Regions from separate parts of the Mus musculus genome. Here region 1 is linked to region 2. The links are chromatin contacts, called in public HiCAR-type maps. All regions are on one chromosome and are shown on one strand. Each heading gives the region's core, a stretch centred on a gene start, on an enhancer-like site or on the middle of the called end of the contact. The rest is flanking DNA. Distances are from core to core; before and after follow the strand shown. Region 1 overlaps Snph (syntaphilin). Region 2 overlaps Acss1 (acyl-CoA synthetase short-chain family member 1).

Region 1 (4,454 bases), core at 1,426-3,925, 960 kb after region 2:
TGCCCACCTAGCTTGGCACCACTTCCCATCCACCAGTCTCAGTCACCCAAGCAGAGACTCTGGGAAGAGCGGGCCCAGACCCACAGTAGAGAGTATAGGCAAGTGCAAAGTGGGGAATCAGCGGACTGTATGGCTGTCTAGAGAGGCACACAGGGGTCCCTGTCTCCAGGGCACAGAAGAACATGGTGGGAGCAGCTGGAGTTGGATAGGTAGGGGGTGATGGTATCTGCTTATGAGTGGACAAAGCTTGGAGGACTGCCTGCTACAGAGTGGTTCCTCTGTGGTCAGGTGACCTGCTAGCAGCTCTCTTTCATTTGAGCTAGTCCATCTCTTTACTCTCTCTGTTCCCATCAACACTTTACTCTTGGCTTTAGGCTGACTGTCAAGAGGGAGGAAGCACCTTCAGCAGGTCTCACCTCCCAGGATAGCTTCTCTACCACGCCAGCTCGGACGAGTGTGGCTGAACAGTCAGCAGAGCCCAGGTGGAGCTCCAGGCCCAGGCCCTGAGAGACAGGTGAGAGAGGCTTAGATGGGAACTGCATGTGGCCCTGGTACAATGCGAGCTTTGTCCCAGCTGCCTCTGCTACCACCTTGCTTGGCAACCTGTTTCTCCCTCCTCTTGAGTTCTGTTTTCCTTCCTCCCTGGCTGTGGGTGGGAATGGAGTGGCATTTGTACCTGGACACAGTTAACAGTCTCCTGGGAGGCCAGAACCAGCTATTAATTTGGGGCAGAGTAGAAGTGGCATTTCCCCTGCTGGGATGGGACCTCACAGGCAGGGTCCCTCTTGGGAAGGCAGAAGCCACCCAGTCCCATAGGGTGCCTCCTCTTCAGGATCCTGCTCAGAGGCCCCAGTGAGTGTCCTGTGTCTTCTTAACTCCTCCCTCTCATCATAGCCCGAGAGAGGAGGCATGTTGCCATGGCATTTATTGCCACGTTGCCTGTTCAGCCTGGAGTCCCACAGGCCTGTCCCCAGGCAGCTGGAGGCAGCCACTTGGAATAGAAGGTGAAAGGAAACCCTAAGTCACGGGAGCACAGCCAACAATCTCTCGTCCCTTCAACCCCAAGGGCACCCACCCCTTTTCACACCAGTGTCCCTGTTTCCCCATTGTGCACACTCCATAGCAACTGCACAAACATCTGCCTCTTTGATTGGTCATCCCCATGCCCAGTGCTGCCTAAGGGCTTATAATGAGGAGCAAGAGCTGAAAGGCTGCAGAAATAGGGCTGAACAGACCTGGGGTTGAATTCTGGCTCTTGTACTCTGAACGCGTGTCTCAGCAAGTCTGGCTACTGCTGAGATTCAGCCTCTCACCCACCGGGAGCGGCACCTCCTCGCTGGGCACCGTGAAAGTAACACGAAACAGTGCATGCAGATGGCATGGATGGCGGCTCTGCCACACAAGAGCCACTGGACGAACAGGATCAGACACTGGTCTGGAAGTAGATAATTGAAGTGTGATATGACCTTCAAAAAAGAAATAGCCAAGACATTTTGGTGGCCTCGGGAAGGTCAAGAAAACCTTCTTCCCATCAGAAACGTGTGTTGAGTCTGGAAGGGTGGGCAGGAGTCCACCAGTGGGAAGACAGGGTGGCATGGCCAAAGGCAGTAAGTAACTCAATAATACAGCTGCTCAGAGGCGAGGATCAGTGAGTGAGGCCACATAGCCTGGTAGGCCAGGGTCGTGTCCAGTGGGCCACAGGGAGGCATGGAGCTATCCCACAAAGGAGATGGGCACATCAGACGTTTATTCAAGGAAGCCCTGGGTAGAGTTTGTAGGGAAAGGACAGGACCAGAGGAAAGGAGAGCAGGCAGGAAGCTGTGAAAACCTTCTAGGGGTGAATGCAAGAGGGCATGGGTCTGGGTTAGCATCAAGATTAACAGAGAAAAGACCTGGACCATGTTTGAAATCTATCAGAAGCTTGTGGTTATATGGAAGCAAAGTGGGAAAAACTTAATCTTGGTGATCAAACCCTTTCCACCTACAACAGTCTCCTCCGCCCTTTTCTTTTCCTCCTCTGCGTGTGTGTGCATGTGTGCATGTGTGTGTGCATGTGTACATAATGAGAGCTCTGCTTGTCAAAGCACCACCATATCTCTGCTTGAGCTGTTTGCCAGCCCACTGCATCCCACCCCCCAGGTCTGTGTATTCAGCCTGTGCTCTGCAGCCTTCCTACAGGGACTGGCTCTCATCCCTTCCTGTCTTGGCCTCTTAGCTGAAGTTCCCTGGTGTATTTCATAGGAACAAACACAATCAACACACAGTTGTTCATAATATAATGGTTTAAAACCCCGTGCTAGATCATGAAGCTAGACGAGATGGTCTCTAGGGTATCTGGGTCCCACATTCTCATTTAGGGCTGTTTATAAAACAAGGGACTGGGATATGATGCTGTCTCTTCTGGGTCACAGTTTCCGAAGCTGTACGATCAGGAAGCTGCATCTCTTGGGAGATCCTGGCATCTTACTCAACATGGGGAGCAGCCAGGTGCTCAGGTCAGCCAGTGTTCTAAGTGACAGTCCCAGAATATACCTTTGAAGGTATCTCCCCCCCCCCAACCTACAAAGTATCAGCCACCTATGAAAGAAGAAAGCAACCCTGCAACCCCAGAGAACAGAACAGGCTGAGCTTATGACTCAGCCTCCAGCAGCTGTGCAAAGCCGAGCACGGCAACCAGAGCTTGGGAAAGATCCCATCGCTGCCAAGGCAGAACCTGGACCAGCCTTCCCTGGCAGATAGAGCAACTTGTGCTCCTTGGATGCTAATGCCAGAGATGGAAATGGAAACGGGCCCGGATGCTTGCCAGCAGCTACCCTCCAACCTTAGAACTTCAGGGCAGCTCCAGTGAGGTGGCAGGCCAAACTATGCAGGTTTCAGGGCGGTCTCATCCCCCCCCCCCCCCTCCGCAGACTCGAGTCCAGCCTTCCTGCACTTAAGCTGGCAGGAGTTGGGGGAGGGGGTACTTCACCAGATCACTTCCTGTCTCTGGCACAAGCCACTCCCAGGACTGAAACCACTCAACAGAGCCACTGGATTCTGTGTTCGCACTGTGGCAACCCCAGAACAGTGGCAGGACTGTTCCACAACTTGGCTAAACGCTGCAGGGGTTTCCAAGGTAACCAGGAAAGGCTTGAGGGCTGAGGCAGCTCCACAGGACTAGTCTCAGATGCCTCAGAACCGGTCCCAAGCCTCTATCTACACACCACCTAAGAAACTTAGCTCTGGACTGCTAGGCAGGGTGGGCTCAGGCTTCCTCCTCCATTTCAGCCAATGGGGTCCTCATATTGGTTCTACTCACGCAAGGTGCGGCGATTAGTGATAGTCAGCACTGGGGATGAGGAATGCACCCTTCTGGGTGTGTCTGGGGGGGGGCATTCCAGAGCAGAGGAACTAAAGGAGGAAGCCACCCTGAATGTGGGGGCTCCATCCCGTAGGCTGGGTCACAGAGCAAAAGAAAGAAGAGAGTCTGTATATATAGTTATCCTCTCGTTCTATCAGTCTGTCTGTCTGTCTCTCTTTCCCCTCTGTGGGGCTGCTGTGAGGTGAACAGCTATGCCCCTCTCCCATAGGCTAATCCTACTTAAACTATGTTCAAAAATTCCCCCTTTTCACTTTGCTGACATCTTTTGTCACAAGGACAAAAACTGACTAGAAGGTCTGAAGGTGTAAGGTGTGTGTGTGTGTGTGTGTGTGTGTGTGTGTGTGTGTGTGTTTGTACATGTGCACTTGTGTATATGTGGAAGCCAGAGGCCAAAGTGGGGTGTCTTGTTCAATGGCTTATTTTCTGAAACAAGGTTTCTCACTGAACCTAAAGCTCACCAGTTCATCTAGACTGTCTGGCCAACAAACCCCAAGAATCCTTCTGCTTCAGCCTCCCAAGGGCTGGGATTCTGGGTGTGCACCATGACAAACTAGGGATGCAGACTCAGCCCTGAAGCTTGTACCTTACAACCGAGACATCTCCTCTGGCCAGTAAGACCATTTTGGTTTTTTTGTTTGTTTTTAGAATTCTTCTTTTTTTTTAATTAAAAAGATTTATTTTTATTATGTGTCTGAGTGTTTACACATATATATGTGTATCACATGTGTGCCTGGTGCCCATGGGGGCCAGAAGAGGATTTTAGATCCCTTAGAATGTCATTACAAATGGTTGTGACACACAGTGTGGATACTGGGAACAAAACCCAGGGGAAGACCATTTTCGAAAGAAGGATTTGGAGGCTAAGGATGTAGCAGAGGCTTACAGAGTATGTGAAAGACCCTGGGCTCAATCTCAAGTACTGCCTAATCGCCCCAACAAGAGGGGTGTTTACAGGTTAAAATTCCGAGATACAAAATTTTCATATCCACTAGGATTATTATAAAACAAACAAACAAACCAGGAAACAAGTACTGTTATGAGCATGGAGAAACTCATGTGTGTCTGGTGGGGAATACGACAGCCACACTGCCAT
Region 2 (4,276 bases), core at 1,606-4,105:
AAAACCTAAAGTGCTTCCTCTGAGATCAGCACAAAGATGAACATGCCAGTTCACCCCACTACTAGGTAACATGGCCATAGGACTTGCCAGTTCACCACACCACTAGGCAACATGGTCACAGGACTTGCAACCAGAGCCAGCCAAGAGAACTAGTCATCAAGAGTGGAAAGGAGGAAGTAACATTATCTCTGCCCATGGAAGGCACGGTTCTGTGGGTAGGAAATCTTATGCAGCCATTTTAAGACTATGAAGGTTAATACATAATCAATAAACTTTATATATATATATATATATATATATATATATATATATATATATAAGAAAAATGAAATTTTCAGTTGCATTTGATGGGCAAAGTTCATCTATAATCCCTGCCCCAAAAGCCTGAGGCCAGTGAGAATACTGTCTCACAAACCCAAGGATGGAGGTGTGTTGGTCTTAGCTCAATTCTAACACACACACACACACACACACACACACACACACACACACACTTCATTGTACTTCTCTTGAAATGAGCAACTGCAAGTATACTAAGAAGAAGAAGAAAAAAAACAGGACACATATAAACTTTCAGTGGCTTCCAGAACCTGTAACCTTCCGTGAGGAGCCTGACCAGGGTCTGTATATGGAAAACAGAAGGCTCAAGCTATATAGACAGTGTGCCACCATCCATCTATCCATCCATTCATCCATCCATCCATCTATCCATCCATTCATCCATCCATCCATCCATCCATCCATTCATCCATCCATTCATCCATCTATTCATCTATCCATTCATCTGTCCACCCACCCACCCAGCTCTCTGACAACACTAAAACCAAGGACACACTGCTGCTTTTCTTCCTAGGGACTCAGACCCACCTGCAATCTGAAAGTTTATCTTTTAAAGCAGGGTATCTCTATGTAGAAACTCTCTATATGGACCATACTGGCCTCAAACTCACAGGGACTCACCTGTCTTTGCCTCCTGAGTGCTTGGTTTAAAGGAGTGTGCCACTATACCCCATAGGTCTGAAAGTCTTACCAATGAACCACATGATGCTCAACTCCTCCAGGCTTCTGGAGACAGGTATTCTCCATCCTTCAGTGTTGTTCCTTGCCAGTGCTGTTGAATCTTGGTACCTTTCAAGCCTCCTCCACCCCTGTACCCTTTCACCTGCAGTGTGGCCCTGCCAGGCCTTCTAGGCCTCACATTCATATCTAGGCCTGTTCATTAACCATGGACCTGCCCTGGTGGCACCTGTCATTTGTCTGAGCAACTTCTTACTAATGGGTGCTATTAGTCTTGTCTGAGAGCCCAAGGTCTGGGGACTCCTTAGCTCCACCCATGCCCACCCATGCTTACCATCATTGATCCTCCCAGCCAAGGACTCTGCACTAAAGCCAGCAAATACCACTGTGTGGATAGCTCCAATCCTGGCACAGGCCAGCATTGCTGCCACAGCCAGTGGGGACACAGGCATGTAGATGGCCACACGGTCCCCTCGGTGCACTCCATGTCTCTTCAGTGTATTGGCCAGGCGGCATGTGGTCTCCAGAAGCTCCCTACAGCATAAAAAAGAAAACGTCATTAGAGACAAGGGAGAGCCACAGTACAGCACAATGGAGCATGGGACAAGTCACCGACTGCAGGTACTGTCTCCCACTCCAGTGCAGGAGGAAAGAATTTACAGCTTGACAAGATAGAAATGTTTTCCATGTAAGTGCATCATGGTTTATCATGTCCTCACAACCATTTTGGTTTCTGAGAGGTCACGTTCCTAAGACTTCTGAAAATGTTGGCTTCCAAAAACAAACAAACAAACAAACAAACAAATAAACAAAAAAGGCAGGTTTTTAAAGAAAGTCTTCTGGCAGGAGAAAAAAAGGCTCCCAGCCTTCTATATTCACAGAAGTCAAGGGCACCAAGAAACACTTCTAGTTAGGGACTCAGACCTCAGTGGGACAAGGGCCAACTTAATGAAGTCATAGTGACTGGGAAGAGAAAACAACAGAAAGATGACTACCCTGCCTGTAACCCCTGGGAAGAGTTGACAGGAAGGGGTCTGTGTTAGGTACTGTTGGGGTGCAGGTGACAGATTGGCTACACACACACACACACACACACCTGCATCTACATGATATGAATCCTTCATCAGGTCACAACATTTAGCCAGCCAAACAAAAGATAGCAAGCTGGGTTGGCTCCGAGTTAACTCAGGATCCTTTCATAATCATAACCCTTTATTAATCATAGCTCATGACACTGAACTCCAAGAAAACCTGGAGTATAGGATAGGAAAGCTGCCACATTATGGAGGCAGAAGAGAAGAAAATCAGAGACAGGACAGAAGTAAGTCTGTGGTGCCCATCAAGGCTCTTTGAATGCCTTATCTCATTAAACTTGGGCATGGTAAATGGATACACAGCTATTTTCCCTCTTTTCTATACAATTTTTACATTAATTAACTCAGAAAGGCCCTTTTTCTGGGCTGAGGGAGGCCACCACTGGCCACATTCCTGCCCTCTGAGCTGCACTAAGATGCTCTAAATAAGGCAGAGCCAGGCCCAGGGAGGGACCCTGCTTCAAGCCCCCCAAGCCCTTGAAAAGCGTAGTTGCCTATCCACAGGGCTTCAAAATAGTCTAAATTCAACAAGATGCCTCTGGGAAACCAGACCAGAATGAAAATACAGCCGCCTTCTCAGCCTGCGTTCAAGGAGCTCTTTGTTTCTTCTGAAGCCATCCCGCAAAGGAATGCAAATGAGCCTCATGCCCATCGACGCTGTGATTGGTCCAGCTGCTGAGCCTCATACCCATCCACGCTGTGATTGGCCCAGCTGCTGGCCACTCCTGCCCCGCTCAGTCCAGTGCCCCTTCCATCTTTTCTCCCTGAAGCTGTAAAGAGGACAAAGGTGGCATTCAGTGGCACTGGTCTACCCTTTCCCTGAGTTAACAATGAAAGAACACTTCCCAGACCCTTCCCATAGACTCTAGGGCCCAGAAACACCCCTCTCTGCTGGGGAGCCTGCCCACAGCTAAGACAGCAGCTGTGATCAGCAGTCCTTCAGCTCCATTTTCACAGCCCTAGCGCTTATGCCCTGGGCAGCGCTCAGAGAGATGGCGTGTCCTGCTTGCTGACCAGTGGTGTTGAAACCCAGCCTTTACCCTGCAGACCAGGGGCAGCAGTTTAGAGAAAGAAGGACGGTGGCCTATTTATATAGCAAAACTTTCCTATAGCAGACACAACCCTACTACAAGTTCTGCAGTCAACCTGACACTTGCCTAAAGTCACACAATGTAAGTACATACCACCACCACCCCCAAACAACTACAGCCTGAGAGTCTCAGATGAGTTCCAAAAAAGAAACAGCTAGAAATAGAGTTCAGAGGGAGGAGAGGAAGAAGCTGTTATTCATTCATTCATTCATTCATTCATTCATTCATTTTTCTTTCAAAGTTTGGTAGTGGTAGTGATTTTTGTTGCTTTGAGATAGGACCCCATAGCCCATGCTAACCTGAAACTCTCCAAATAGCTTAGGCTACACTGGAACTCACCACCTCCTGTGTCACTTCAAATGTGTTAGATTTACAAGTGTGCACAGCCATGTCTAGCTCAAAGCTGGTTTATTTGGAGGGGGGGGGTGTTTTGGGGGTTTTTTGTTTGTTTGTTTTTTTGTTTGTTTTGTTTTTTGTGTTTTTGTTGTTGTTTTAATGACTGTATCAAAAGCTTCTTTCCCTCCTAGTCATTCCCAAATGCTAGCCCAAGGGAGGAATCATATTGATTGGTGTGTGTTGTGTTTAGGAAACAACAAGCTGACTTTGGCTCTCCATGTTCATGAAATAAACACTAACTGAGAATCTCATCCTCTTTAGTATCCACCCCACTAGAGCTCAAGGTTTGCTTAGACACAGCTTTCTCTCCCAGCAAGGCACAGCAGGTCCTGCACCCTATCTTGAAGAAACAGCCCAGGGGACCAGTAACTGAACCATGAAGCCTGATTCCTTGGTGATGAAATGTACTCATTCTGCTGTTTATAACCCTCAGAGAACGGAAGCAACAGAAATGGGCTGGGCAGGGTCATAAACCAAGTACACCATCATGTAATGTTATGACCGTGACCTTTAGCAAAGAGCTTTGAGGAAAATATTGAGTCATCTGGCCATGGTGGCGCACGCCTTTAACCCCAACACTTGGGAGGCAGAGGCAGGTGGATCTGTGTGAGTTCAAGGCCAGCCTGGTTTACTCCAGGACAGCCAAAGCTATAACACAGAAAAATCCAGTCTTGAAAA

Evidence for each region. HiCAR-type assays count read pairs that join an accessible place to other places.
Region 1: a HiCAR-type map of astrocytes shows a contact between it and region 2, with 2.5 times the contacts expected there. The contact joins two enhancer-like sites. A contact is called at or near these places in 2 of 115 datasets of contacts at active chromatin or transcription factors (astrocytes and double positive thymocytes) and 1 of 9 other capture datasets (embryonic stem cells).

What each region holds. Positions count from the first base shown.
Region 1 is chr2:151,602,801-151,607,254 of GRCm38.p6, forward strand. All of the region lies in intron 2 of Snph (syntaphilin), which reads right to left. Among named protein-coding and RNA genes, the nearest start is that of Snph, 28 kb to the right of the region's middle. Within about 2 kb of position 2,676, at least 92 of the 459 cell types and tissues checked have an H3K27ac peak or open chromatin away from gene starts, as enhancers often do. A contact at or near this core is called in astrocytes, where this site is marked.
Region 2 is chr2:150,641,361-150,645,636 of GRCm38.p6, forward strand. Acss1 (acyl-CoA synthetase short-chain family member 1) reads right to left here. Exons shown (of 14, transcript NM_080575.2): 3 at 1,352-1,551. All of the region lies in intron 1 of Gm52532 (a long non-coding RNA gene), which reads left to right. Among named protein-coding and RNA genes, the nearest start is that of E130215H24Rik, 24 kb to the right of the region's middle. Within about 2 kb of position 2,856, at least 107 of the 459 cell types and tissues checked have an H3K27ac peak or open chromatin away from gene starts, as enhancers often do. A contact at or near this core is called in astrocytes, where this site is marked.